2 separate regions of the Hordeum vulgare genome follow, and region 2 is linked to region 1. Evidence: chromatin contacts called from public Hi-C data. All regions are on one chromosome and are shown on one strand. The core of a region is the stretch at or near the end of the contact, and the rest is flanking DNA. Distances in the headings are between cores, read along the strand shown. Region 1 holds the start of LOC123448017 (digalactosyldiacylglycerol synthase 1, chloroplastic-like). Region 2 has its middle 51 kb from the start of LOC123446194.

Region 1 (7,223 bases), core at 2,662-5,161:
GCTCCAAGAACCTGTTGTGAGATCTTCTAGGATTCAATTTTCGGATACTTCAGAGTTCTGGCATTCTCTCACGGTGGAAACTGTACCTCCTGCTATGGTTTGAATTTACTGAGCATAGAACATCTGTTTTAAATGGCTAGTCTCTTCACTATTGTGTCCACTGTCACAGCAATCACCTGATCTTATGCTGGACATATGTTCAATGATGCTTGAGAAAATCAGCTCTCTGATGTAAATACTCATGTTGACGCAAAACATCCATCTCGCATGCCGACACATGGGTGCGAGGGAATGCGGAGTTGGGCATTGCTGGTAAGAGACAGAGCAAGTGCAACCTGGTTGGGAAACTAGCAGGAGAAATGGGGAAGTGGTTGTTCTGGTCACGAGCACACCTGAGCTTGTTATCTGGGTGGTTCGGCGCTCCATTGGGATGCGGTGCATTCAATTCCTGTGCCAGTGCGTTATTCTGGACATATGTGTAATGATGCTTGAGCAAATCAGCAAAATTATATCTCAAATGCAGAGTGAGAAAGTATGATCTGAAAACACGATATGTGATGGAATTAGACAGTTTGAAAAAGTAATTTAGTTTGATTTGTGTTCTGTTCTGATGAGTATAACGCAGTGAAGTCATTCCTGAATATTAGTATAAAGATAGAGCATAATAGAAAAATAAAAATTAGTCCCAAGAGGATATTTGCCGGCCTGGGGGTGTATGTTTATCTATTTTCATGGGAAAATGATTAGATCAGAGGAACAGTGCTAAAAATCTGCTCACTGGATTAAAACTGGTTGCTCTTGATTCGATATGTTTGGCAACCTATAGGTGCTGAGAATAATCATACTGTCTGCACGGTGAGGATCGGAGCTGCCGCTCCCGGCAGGACGCCTTGTACTAGTTGCACGAGTGCCCTTGAGAAGGCAATACGTTGTTTCCCGGAGATCCAGGGGAGAATGTGATTGTGTCTGCATCTGGTACATTGATGGAAAGCTATTTCTTGTACTGCATAGCTTTATACATTGTTGTACCAAACCTGCGAGTTTTATGGATAGGCATGTCTTTGAGAACAATAATATCATCACAGTTCTGTCCATACATATTTATTGTTCATTCTTATGAAATTATGTGGACAATATCAGCATTTTTATTACTTTACCGTCATATCTCATTAATTGATAGTTTTAAGTCCACACTGTGTTCGCTGCTTGTATATCATGGACAGATTATCTAAGAATTGAGAAGTGGTTTTATTTTCACATAATGTATTCTAGTGTTGCACATGCTTTATTCACTTCATGATCTTGTGTATAAATACCAATTGATAGATAATACTTGTACTTTTTGAAAAATCGCGGTTGGGTAAGGAGGGATTGTACTTGCCTGGTTGTACGGTGCCATTCAGTTATCAGTAGTCCAGCTTGACATCATTTGTGAAGCATGAAAGGCATGAATCAATTCTTTTTCAGGATTCCGGTTTTGTTGACTTAAGTGGGTATTGTTAGGAGCCATAGCGGTTAAATTAAGGAACTGTGATTGTTAATTATGTAGTCTTAATTGTGATTTACACTATAATTATAGTGCTAATTCTACATCTCTGTGCCTTATTTGTCTTTTGTTTATTGGTATTTGATAGATGAGCAGGATAGGAAAGGTTAATGAAAAAGGAAGCTTCTTTGCTAGACAATGGAGTGGCAAATGAGAGAAATATTCAAGTCTGACGGGGAAGTTGATTTGCAAGACTCTAGAATCGGCTAAGCTCTGGCACTCTGTTATATTTAAAATGTGGTTTAATTTCGTTTAAGAGATGTCTTTGCACATAATGCATGTAAAATGATTTCTAAATTCTGTGTTAGTTTGAGGTATTTGAAACTGTACTGATCTATTGTCTGTTACCCGTGAAAAACCTGTGGATAGAATTTTGTGCAAAATTTTATAAAATCCCTGGTTGGATCGGAAGTGCTGTTCTGCTGGACTGAACAGTAGTAAATTTAGAAAGTCAATAAATAAATAAATTCTAATTTTTTATTGGATTCCATATATAGAATTTTCCAAATTCTTCTGAAGCATCCAGATACCAGTGCCAAACCAAACATCGGAATGTGGTTTGACCTGATGGCTGATTGCTGTGCTCACCATGTCATGGATGTAGGAATTTATAGGATGGAAACTTTGAGACCATTATAAACTTTGTCAGGATACCCTATTCGTTCTTTTGCACATGGCGGTAGCGGCCTGTCTCAGTCTTGTGGATTACTAATGCATGCTGAGTTGCTGCCTTTTGATCAGATTGTAAGGTAGGACCGTGTGTTCTTTTTCTTTTTCTGAAATTCCGAGTCTTTCGCTTACTAGTGTTTAATTAAAGAGGCAGCAGCTGCTGGAGATTTTTCCTTGTGCTGCGCATTTGGGAGTTACTCATCAGATCACTAAACTGAGCACCTTGTCTGTAAACTCAAACAGGTAGCGGAAGCCTTTCGGAGAAGTGGAAGCATCACTGCCTTTTCATGTACAACTACGAGTATTTTGTGGCTGGCGGAGCAGCTCTTCCCTGTACCAGACACTTGCTACACCGGTGCCGACAGGCAGATGGAGACGATGAATCTAAGAAATGGAGCTTCAGAGTTCTGGCATTCTCTCACGGTGGAAACTGTGCCTCATGCTACGGCTTCAGTTTACCGAGCCGATGTAACCCTCGCGTTGACGCACGCAAAACGTCCATCTCGCATGCGACACATGGGCGCGACGGAGTGCCGAGCCGGGCATTGCTGGTAGCAAGAGACAGAACAAGTGCAACCTGGTTGGGAAACTAGCAGGAGAAATGGGAAGTGTCACTGCATTTTTCACGTCCAGCCACGAGCATCTTGTGGCTGTCGGAGCAGCTCTTCCCTGTGCCAGACACTTGCTACACCGGTGCCGACAGACGATGGATGAACGGGCAACCGGTGGCTGGCAGCCAAGGCCCAAGGCAAGGCAAGGAGGGCCTTCCAGCTGCATCCTCGGAGGAAATACTGACCGTGAACTCACCCGTCATGGAGTTCTCCTGATCCGCGGAATGTACCCGATGGATTCCGATCCCTTTTGTCGCAGGTGCCGTTTGCTCGACGTCTGTCTGCCAAGAAGAGCACGGCCGTTGCTTTCGGTTTGCCGACTGGAGCTGGAGTGCTGCCGTGCCAAGCTACGGTTAGCGTTGCTTTCACCCTTGGTCTCTCTTCGTGTTTATCTGGTTTTTGCACCGCAATGCCGCATGCATCCGGCGTTTGTGTGCTTGCGTGTCTTTCTTTTGCTGGTTGTGGACAAGTCCTGTACGTAGTATTTTATTTTCAAACTGAAGTCGAATTACATTGCAAGAACTGCATAATTCAGTCTGTTTTTTTCCTTCTTGTTTTTCCCGGTTCAGTAATGAACTGTGTTCGATATGTTTCTTACTTATCTTCATTTCTCCGACAAGTATTTACGGGTAGAGAAAGTATTGTGTGAGACTTTTTAGACCACTAGACATTACTTTATGGAGGGAGTACATAGGAAAGAAATAAGTACTACATAATTTGGTGATTTCATGTACATATTTAGGGTGGGGAGATATGGAGATTCTTAACAATCTAAGTTGGAGGCAATTCCATATCTTTGTGCTAATAAAACTAAGTGTGTATGGGCGTTGGTATGATGTTCAAAAATGATAAAAAAATAAACAGGCGCACCAAGTACAAGTACGGTTCGGCTGTACACTTGTACGTGCGCCGACGTGGTAATTAGGAGAAAAGAGGTTGGAAAATTCAGCACCGTGGATCTCCTGCCAGGTCGATCTGAGCGGTCGGCTTCCCGCCCCGCAGATGGCACAAGCGTAGCCGCGCAACCTCGTCTGCACTTGCGTTGCCACTCCTCCACTAGACCGGGTCCACGCCGCCGGGCCACGCGAAATCTCCTCCTCCCCTTCCTTCTCCCCTCCCCCCCATCCTTCCGCCCCACCTCACACCACCGCCTCCGCCAGACCGCCACCACCACCACCACCGGCACCAAAACCCTAGAGCCCGGACGCAGCAGAGCCATATGGCTAGCTTCGGCGTCGACACGCGCCCCGCCGCGGCGGGGGAGGGGGCGCTCTCCTTCCTCTCCCGGAGCCTGCGGGAGGACCTGCGCCTCATCCGCGCGCGGGCCGGGGAGCTCGAGACCTTCCTCAGCGCGCCGGTCCCGGAGCCCGACCTCTTCGCGCGCCTCCGCAAGGCCTACAACACCACCTCCTCCTCCGGCTCCGCCTCGGGGATCGGGAAGACTCGCCTCGACCTCTCGGCGATAGGAAAGGCGTTCGAGGCCGAGGTCGGGAGGGGGTGGGGGGCCAAGACTGGCTGGAGGTGGGAGGACGAGGACGCCGCCGAGTGGGAGCCCATACGGGCCGTCAAGGCGCGCCTCAGGGACCTCGACCGGAAGCGCCAGGACCAGGCCAGCGACGTGCTCCACAAGGTCAAGCTCAGCCTGGTAAGCTCCCAAACCCTCACCAATTCCCCCGTCGTTCGTGCACGAGTGAATAAATAAACTGCAGCCTCCCCGTTTGGGTTGCCTTCACAAGTAAATAAACTGCAGCCTCACCAATTGAAGGACCGGACGCTAGCTATTCTTGGGTCAAGTTCATCAAATTGAGTTGGGTCACTAATAGTAGACCGTGCACATATGTTCGATCTTACTCTGGACTTTTTCAATTCTGAATTGTTGTTGGGGCAATTCGATTCTGAAAATTTAGCTTGATGTTGAGGAAATCGAGCAAATTTTGTGTTCTGCTTTGATCAAGTTGTATGTTCATGATTTAGAGGGGAAGCATTGAGCGTTGCGATCCGTCATGTTTGAGTTGAGTTGTCGACAATTCATCCTCTAGATTGGCTGATATGAAAATGAAATTGGTTGTTTTTGTTCATTGCTGTGCTCGTAGGCTTAAAATGTGAGGTGTAAAAATCGCAAGAGGTTTGAGTGTGTAAGGATAATATAGCTAGGGGGTGACTTTAATTTAGTTCCGTTCCTTGCCTGGTATTAGTTAATCTGGACACAATGAATTCAAATACCATCTACTTCCTGGCAAGAAAAATAAATCATCTACTTACTAGTCAAAATAATCTAAGGCTACTTTGTAAGAAAACTGCATGCCAGAAGTTAATGAAGATGCTCTCTGTTGGTGCCTTGAGCCCATGCAATTTTTGGGGTTCCATGTTAGAATATGTGTAAATAATGGAACCTTTACGGGAAGTCCAGGGCATGAGAATCATCTCAGGATAATAACTCACATGTTGTGTGGTGTGAGTCATTTATCAAATGCATCAAGTTTTGCTCGCAAAAATCAGCAGTTGAAAATTTTACATATATTATTTGCAAAGTTGCATAACTCCAGTTCGCTTGCAGTGCATGAACCTTAATTAAACTTGTTCTGTGATTTACATGTTGCAGCCTGCTATACCAAATCTTCTACAATACCATTTCTCATTGAGTACATATATGTGAGTGCACTAACACGATGTACAATTGTGATTCTTATTGCAGAAATCGATGAGCTTTGCACCTGAAGCATCTGAGGTTACTCGTCTGGTTTCATATTCTGTTGCATTGTGCATTAGGGCATCACTTTTTTGTGCATATGCTAGTTTCTGTTTATCAGGGTCAGTTAACTTTTCTGCATGAATACTTTGCAATACCTACAACTGCAAGAGTGTTTTTGAAGAGCAAAACTAATTGTGATAATTGCTGCCTTGAGTTCATTCGCTTCATTCCTCCTGTAAACTACTAAATATTGGAGTTGGCAGCATTATCTTGTTTTCAGAATGAAGGTCAAATAAGGCTGTACAATCCTCGTATTATGCCTTACAAAATATTGTAAACCATTATATGCCTCTTGACCCACATGTTAGGCACGGGGTGGCTGCATGTTGTAGGGATATGCCTTTTTTTCAGCTTTGCAGGGACGCATAGCTGTATAGGGGTGTTACCCTGTCAATCTACTAATTTTCAGCTTTTTTGGCATTGACAATAAATCGATTTCACCTTTTGATGTAGGGAACATAATCTAGTCAGTATTTCTGGAAGTAGGTGTGTCGGCCCATTGCCACGCCAGACCGAAAGAATGAAAAGACACAAGAAACCTAGTTTCCACAGCAGAACCCAGTTTTCATCAAACTAAATAATGTTGATTATAGAACTGCTTTCTTCCATCCTCCCGCATGCATACGTTCTTCAATGTGGATGCGTGCCAGGTGCCAATAGTGCCATAGAATCTATGTCTTCTCGAGTGTTAACGTCATGGCCTCTTCTTGGCATCTCTTTGTCCCACCAGGAAGATTATTCTTCAGCATTATGGCTCATGAGATCGACTTGTTTTTCTTGTAACCGCATGGTCTACTTAATTCTACTAGAAGAGTACTTTTATACTAGATGTAATCATGTAGATGAGGAGGAAAGTAACAGTGTAATACATCAATGCATACTGAAACACATCAGTTTCATGGGCCTTGTTTGGCCCTATGCACCATGCCCCACAATCAAGCTCCTTCTAACTGCATGATTTAGCATCATTCGCATGTGAAGCATGTATATATTAACACATTTGCATGCATGTTGCATGCATGTCCAGGGATTAGCTACCCCTTTATGCTTTATGCATTTCTTAATATATATTGATCTAGTGCAGGAAGTACCACCACTGGATTTAAACGAACTCCTTGCATATTTTCTAAAGCAATCTGGACCATTGTTTGACCAACTTGGTATAAAAAGAGGTAAGGGGCCCTATTTTAGTTTAACAAAATCTAAGGTCTGCAGAATATTGGAATATATGTGTGTGAGCTTGTGCCGTACTGATTTTCTTCTTCTCGTGTGGAATAGATGTGTGTGACAAGTTGGTGGAGTCTCTATGCAGCAAGCGCAAGGACCATTTTGTATATGATCCTTTGTCAACTAGTGAATCATCTTCCTTCAGAAATGACAATACTTGTGATGAACTTGACCTAAGAATAGCTAGCGTCCTTCAAAGTACAGGGCATCATTATGAAGGTGGGTTTTGGGATGATGGGCAAAAATATGACGTAGCTGACAAGAGACATGTTGCCATAGTCACTACCGCCAGTCTTCCTTGGATGACGGGAACAGCTGTGAATCCTTTGTTTCGAGCTGCATACTTGGCTAAATCTTCCAAGCAATATGTAACCTTGATGGTGCCCTGGCTTTGCAAGTCAGACCAAGAGCTCGTCTA
Region 2 (7,223 bases), core at 2,612-5,111, 320 kb before region 1:
CTACTGTTGTAGTTAGCTCCTATATTTGATGCATAGCCTGTTTTTGATGAACTGCTACTTTCAGTACTGTACTTTAAATCTGCTTAGTATAGGTGGAGCAGTCATCCCTTCTGACCCCGTAGTCCAGTTGCCCCGCTTTGCTTTCAAATCTCGATCCGTGATCGACGAGCCAGACCCGACCCAGCACATACACCCCCCTTAGTTGTACGACGCTACAGAGATACTATCGGGTACCGAGGGTGACACCTCGCTAAGTACTCCTGATGATATCTCTCTAGTAAAGCTAATCGGTCGTGATTATCGAGGGTGATTCCTCTTTCACCATTTCCGACGATGCTTCTGTCGTGCAACCCCTCAATTGTGGGACCTCCGAGGGTGATTCCTCTAAGTCCACCTTGACGAATACACCATTCGGAATCCAACGAGGGTGATGCCTTGGATTCCTCCCGATGTTACAACCACACAGTTACTCGACCATGTTTACTGGGATCATTGGTGATTAGTTGTTAGACGGGTGGATTCCCGCGAGATTGTGTCGATGGCCTAATTAAAATGATAATGGATTTGGGTATTTGATCTGGGTTGGTGGGAAGGCCTTATTACGCACTAACCGTGTGCGTGGGAAGAATTATGGGTACTCGACGTCGCGGTATCAGCCGAAGCTCTTCAGACGTCAGCGATGTAGCGGCGCTCGCCCGAGTGGTCCCAAGATGGATCGCTCTTGTATTAAGGGGTGCTAGGACTGACATCGGCGGCCCTCGCATCATGCAGGAGCGCGGAGGGTAAGTGGGCCCACGACCCCTTTGTGCTTAGGAGTTAGACCGGCGGGCTGGCCTCTCTGCTAAGCTTAGGTGGGGCTGCGACTTGTCGATATTCCGAGGCCGGGCATGGCCCAGAAAAGTGTGTCCGGCGACAGTGTTATCGAGCGTGTCGGGAAATATGTTGTGCACCCCTGTAGGGAAGAAATTATCTATTTGAATAGCCGTGTCCACGGTTACAGGACGACTTGGAGTTGTGCCCTGATCTTATACAACTACAATTGTTACTTAACTGGATTTAGTTACCCCGGGATTGCTTCCTCGGAGGGAGTCGAGGGAGGATCTCTCGGCGTGCCCTCATATTAATATTGCTGCAACAATATGACTATTAATTGTGTTACACCTATTCTACTCTCGTCTATTGCTACAAGACCCTGAAGATGCTAGTCTTTGATATGACTAGGCATTCTCTCTCTTTCTCGCTTTGCTGCAGCCAGTCCACATATAACCCCCCTCCTTTGATACTGTTGCATACTTAGCATAGTTTTGATGTAAGACTTGCGAGTACTTTGGATGAGTACTCACCGTTGCTTTGCTCCCCCTTTGTCCCCTTGATCCGTTGCTGCGACCAGATGATGGAGCCCAGGAGATGGAGTTTTCCTGCCGACGCCTGCCGCCCCGATGGTGTCTTCTTCATGGAGGCCGCTGAAGAATAGGAGTAGTTAGGAGGTTCCCAGACAGGAGGCCTCGCATCGTTCGATCGTGTTTCTTTTGTGCTAGCCTTCCCTAAGGCACCCCATGTTTTATGTTTGTACTCAGATATTGTTGCTTCCGCTGACTCGTGTGTTTATTGAGGTTCTGTATTCTAGCCCTCGAGGCCCTGGCTTGTAATATGGAGCTTGTATTATTTTATATGTGTCTAGAGTTGTGTTGTGATATCTTCCTATGAGTCCTTGAGTTTGATCGTACGCATTTGCATGTATAATTAGCGTACGATTAAATCGAGGGCGTCACATTACCGTTGCCGAATGTCTACTTACTCTCTTCTGGGTTGTCCCACAACTCTTGACATACTCATAATCCAACCTGAATGGATCCAAATTCCATCCAAATCTTATGGGCATCCGACCACTCATCATATAGCCATCTCTTGGCTAACATATAATATTCCTGACATCCTCTGATGTCCACACAAGATGAGTTCTTCCATCATTGTTATCATTGATATGGTTGACCACCTAGTGAGGTCTGGACGGGTTGTCCAATACTATGGACGCGGCTATTCGAATAGATTACACTCTCTAGAGCTTGCACACTTTACGCACACTCGAGCACTAACCTCGTGATCCCATTCGGGTGGACCAGTGTTGCTCCAACGAAACTTGCCTGACCCATGACTCTTCCATCGTACCTCTGACATTCATCCTCCCCCGGAGTCGTACCCTGGGTGGCCATATGTCCTCATGACACCTGCCACCGTCGTGGCCAAACTAAATTGTCCCAAACGGGGACGCCGACACAAAACATCTCAACTGGCTCACAGGGTTATCACCGCCTACCTGATCAGGGTAGCGCGCGTGCATAACCCTTCTTTGGAGGTACCAGTGAAAGAGCACGTAATCAGACCAAGTCAAGGCTGTCCCATACGAGCAAATGTGGTTGCACGGGTAAGCCCGGACAGGTGACTCAAGATCAACCAGCTAGGTTGCATTTGTTAACCCAACTCAACTTATCCATCACCTTACCATTACCTTGACAAATATAAGTGCTAAACAATTGTGCTGATAATTATGGTATGACATCAAACCCAAGTACTAACATGCCAATGTTATTAACAATCTTATTATTAGTATGGTAATATGTAAACAAGACATGGCATTAGATGAAAAGTCATGCTAGTAGCGATTACTGATGTCATTACATATGTATGCAGATGTAGACTAACAGATCACACACAGGGTGCAAGCAAAGTCATCACGCAAGTCTGAAGCTCATGGTAAGAGGTTGGCTTGCTTGGGGGTCGATGAATACGGCGGGAAGAAGCGCGACCATCTCACGGAAGGGTTTGCCGGAAGGGTTCTCTCTCAAAGGGCTCGATCAGAGGGTAAGGGCAAAACAATCATTTCTACTGTGAGGATGCATAATGAAAATGGTACTCTCGAAACGGGCTCGACTAGACAAAAGTGTGGGCGCTGGTTTTACCTCAATCAGAGTTACGGTTGCAAAGTTATGGCCATTCGTTTGTTAGGCAGAGAAACAAATAAAAATGTGTTCATTTCGGATGCTAACTGACGAACGTCCAGTAAATAAAAGATTCACCCGGCGGAGTTTAAACAGAAAGCGTATTCCTGGGAATACGCGTTCACTGACGAGAAAGCGTACCCCAGGGAATACGTCTCCACTTATCAACCTCAGCGACCGGGTTAAGGCCTTCTTTGGCTGATATGCAGGGCCCGCGAGGAGGTGGGTCCCGCCCTATTCCTTTTTCTCCTCCTAGCTTCTTCTTCCTAGCGCTGGTGGCAGAGGAGAGCACCGGCCGCTGCGGCTGCCGTCACCTCGCCGCCTGGGAGGGCCGACCGACGAGCGCGGAGAACCGCCACCCCTCACTGCGCCCGAGGGTGGCCGCGGGGTCACCTGAGGTGGACCACAACGCCACCGCCATGGACCGGATCGCGGCGGACGGGGAGCTGCAGGGGGCCGCGCCTGCAGGGCGTCCCCGACGGAAATGGATATGGCGGCGGCTCATAAGCAGCTAGGGGAAGGTCTCTCCGAGGACAGAGGAGAGGGGGAGGGCTATGGAGCTAGAATTGCCGCGGGGGTTGATGGCGGCCGGCGCAGCCATTGATGGCAATGGGGAGCTCCGAGGGCTTAAGGGAGGGGTTGGGGCTTGCTGGTCGACGGCAGGGCCTCGGGGCATGCTATTTATAGCCGAGGGGAGGGGCTAGACGACGACGGACGGAGCTTCGAGAGCCATAGCGAGATTCCGGTCGGCAGACACCTCCAGGAGCAAGGAGACGAGTGGGAGAGGGCTCTGGAGGGTTCACGCATGCCATGGGAACCACCACGACACGCCTGGACAGGCTGGAGCTTGGTGGAGATGTGCTCCCGTCACTCCAATGCACAGGGCGCCGATTTGGCTGCTTTGCCCGTGGTCATCACCTGGCCACAGCATTGCCATGCTCCACTTGCTGCCAAACCATGTACAGGGTCTTCTCCATACTTCACTGAGATGAGCTGACCCATCAAACACTACACTACAGCTCTGGTGTGACATCTCCTTGCTCAACAAGAGGCCAACATCAAGATGTTTGTGATGTGCACCTTTTTGCCTGATCTTTGGCTGAGGTTGACCATTCACTAGAGTGAGTATCTTGGCCAAAATACAACACAAACGAATAAGTCTAGGGGTACTTCCTTTGTAACTTGGCAATAACACCAGAAATGACGAAGGTGATCCTGGGTCAAATGGCTAGATGAAAATGGCTCAAATTTGGTGGAGACCAATGATTTTGGCATATGGAGTCAATTTAAAAGTTTCCTACCATTTGCATAGTTATAAATGGTACTTCCTTCAGAGTGCTCTAATCTGGACAGAAACTTGGATAATTTGCTGAGGAAGATTGGCTAGAGGGAATTGGCTAAATTTTGGTGGACAAGGGCAATTTATCATAATGAACTACCCTGCAAAGTTTCAGCCCAAGGGAATCAAGGAATCAAGCACTTCCTTTGCAAACAGGAAATCTCGAGAGAATTTGCAAAGGGATGTTGTGCTCAACTTTTGAATTGGGGGACTTGATATTTTGATGGAAATGATGAATATATGGATATGAGAAGCTCCACCAATTATTTGGGATTTTTCCTATCTTCCAGAATGGTAGTTCCTTTGGAAAGGCCTCAAAATGTAATATTGGCTTTAAATAGGAAAAAGGCAATTTTCTCCACTTAGTAATGGCCAATATTTTATGGGAGCTCAATGTAATCACAAAGAATATCTCCACAAGTTTTCATGACCTTGGGAGATGGATATATATTTTCTTGGATTTAATTCCTCAGAAAGGCAGAAAGAGGAATTAATTCTAGATGAGAAATATTGCATAGGACTTGGCAATATTTTTTCACATCTAGGATTTATAAGGAAATAATGATCTCTCGAAATTTTTGGAGGATTAACAGAATAAGGGAAATGATGACTCCTTTGTAAACACAAAGGCAGGATTCCCAGTTCCCATATTTCGGAGCTAGGGTTTCAAAGAGGTCTAGGGTTTACTTAACAAGGGCAAGCTGGAACAAGGACATGGGAAAGGCACTGAGAGGTTGAGGGTAGACTGAATTCACCTGGTCATTTGCCAAATTCCAGAGGAAAAATTTGGGAGAAAAAAGCTAGGAAGGAATAACAACACAAAAATCGATAACCCGATTTTTGGGGTATTACAAACCTTCCCCCTTAGAAGAATCTCGCCCTCGAGATTCCTAGGGTTAGCTTAGAAGAAAACTACTACACCTCCTATGAAAACCTCTAGGCTTCGATCTTAACCCTGTAGTTGAAAACAACCGAGTTAAGAGTAACAAAACTGGTACACCCAGATCGAGATACGGATATCACGGGATCTACTCCACACGCAAGGGTCACTGGGTAGCCCTATCATTTTAGAAAAAGTAGAATTTTCTTTTTCTGAAAATGCTTGGGGCACCACAATGAACAGTGACCTCTTTCTCTGTCAGGTGGGACCAGGGCCTACTGGAAGCCTTCTTCTTCTTTCTGCGTCCAACAACTCTCACTCTCTCTCGCTCTTGCGCCGTCCGGAGTGCGGCTAGGCACTGCGCACGCCTAGCTCCTAGGGTGTAAAGCACCCTACAACGGTAGTGCGCGGTGTGCACGAGGCCAACACAGAGAGCACTCCCACCATGGGCCAATGCCGGTTGGCACTGCTCGCGGATTCGCTCCTGGACGCTGGTGATCGAGCAGCGCACAATCTCTTGGACCTCGCTCACCGTACACCGGGTCGAGGCTATAAAAACGACCGCGGTTTCCTCTCCCTTCTACCTCGCAACGTACCTCACTTCTTCCTTCTCTTTCCAGTTGTAGGAGCGCAAGGCAAGACACTAATGGCGGGCGTGGGGTCGGAGCTGCTCACGATCCTCCTGGTTGGTCTATTGGCGGCGTTCGTTGGCGGCTCGATGCTACTGTGCGCGATGATCCTTGAGGATCGTCGTGATGCCGCTGCTAGAGGGATGGCTGGGGATCAACTACGCCATCTCAGGCTCGCAGAATAGGCGCGGGCGGTGGCGGCTAGGGGGCGGCCTGTCAACGTCACACAAGACGGTGACAGAGGCGCCATTGGGTCTGGGGTTAGTGTGGTGTGATCATCGGAGATCTATCAGTGTGGAGACCACGCTACTGTTTACTCCTTGGTGAATGACATCCACAATGAGTGGGCGCTGGGGTAGAATCTAGGTTTAGGTCTTGGTCTGGAAGGGTTGTAACGGTCTATGTTGCAATAAAATTTCTCAGAATTTCTCTGAGATTGCAACCAGCGTGCAGACGTTGCTCAAACGATACACATGCAGTCTATCCAGACTTATATGCAAGCAGATGCAGAATGCTCATGGTGGCAAAATGCACGCAGAAGAAAGAATCATATCAAGTAGATTACACTAAGGTGTTTTAATGCTGGTGGGTGTATGTACTCATGGTATACATACACCTACACTAGCTCGTATTTTATTAGGGACTCATGGTATACATACACCTCCATAGTCTGTTGTTATTAGGTGTAAGTGCTCTACTGACTTGAATCTTGTTAAGAATCCACTGCCAGCTCTGTTAAACATCTCTGCTTAACAGGGTGACAGATGAACCAAGCACACAAGGTAAATAAGCATACGTGACATTACAACAGTAAACACACACAAGCAATGCTAGCAGTACAACAACATGCAGCATTACTAGGTGGTTGTTAACAACATCTCACTCCAAACTACAGCGTCCTAATCCTAAACGTGGGCGAAGAAACAGTCTTCGCAACACACATATTCGCAGCATCTCCTGGCTTCGCTCACTGTCGAAGCCACAAATGGGCCTACTCTTGCTAGGGCTCTCCTGGGGGACGAAGGCTGAGCCAACTTTTGTATTGATCGTCAGACACCTCTATGGGTTGGGGCTCAACTACTGGAGCTGCAGGGGGAACTTGACGAAACACATCCTGACGACGAAGTTGTCGGATAGCTCCTAGAATGGAGTTTTGGTGGATGTTCCCGGGTTGATACGGGTCCACAGATTGCGAGGGTGGTACTAGCTGCGAAGGTGGCACTGGGTTTGGCAACAGGGAACGGGTGGACTGGGGTGCAACTTGACGGGCCGCACGGTATGCTTCCGTAACCACCCGTGTGGTGTCATGGTCAACGGCTTTGAACTCTCTAAGAATGCCAGAGAGCAATAGTCCCTGGGCAGCAACAAACTAGACT

The links. Hi-C and Micro-C count contacts between places; a contact is called where the count stands out from the background.
Region 2: a contact with region 1 is called in a Hi-C map of seedling, with 3 times the contacts expected there. The contact joins the enhancer-like site here to the promoter of LOC123448017 in region 1. A contact is called at or near these places in 1 of 6 Hi-C or Micro-C datasets (seedling) and 1 of 1 datasets of contacts at active chromatin or transcription factors (embryo).

The regions. Positions count from the first base shown.
Region 1 is chr4H:98,961,041-98,968,263 of MorexV3_pseudomolecules_assembly, reverse strand. It overlaps LOC123448017 (digalactosyldiacylglycerol synthase 1, chloroplastic-like), which reads left to right and starts at 3,911. Exons shown (of 8, transcript XM_045124777.1): 1 at 3,911-4,471; 2 at 5,522-5,554; 3 at 6,663-6,750; 4 at 6,857-7,223. The coding sequence starts at 4,046. LOC123448018 (putative pentatricopeptide repeat-containing protein At3g13770, mitochondrial) reads left to right here. Exons shown (of 1, transcript XM_045124778.1): 1 at 1-603.
Region 2 is chr4H:99,279,614-99,286,836 of MorexV3_pseudomolecules_assembly, reverse strand. No RefSeq gene overlaps it. Among protein-coding and RNA genes, the nearest start is that of LOC123446194, 51 kb to the left of the region's middle. Within about 2 kb of position 3,861, at least 3 of the 3 cell types and tissues checked have open chromatin away from gene starts, as enhancers often do. A contact at or near this core is called in seedling, where this site is marked.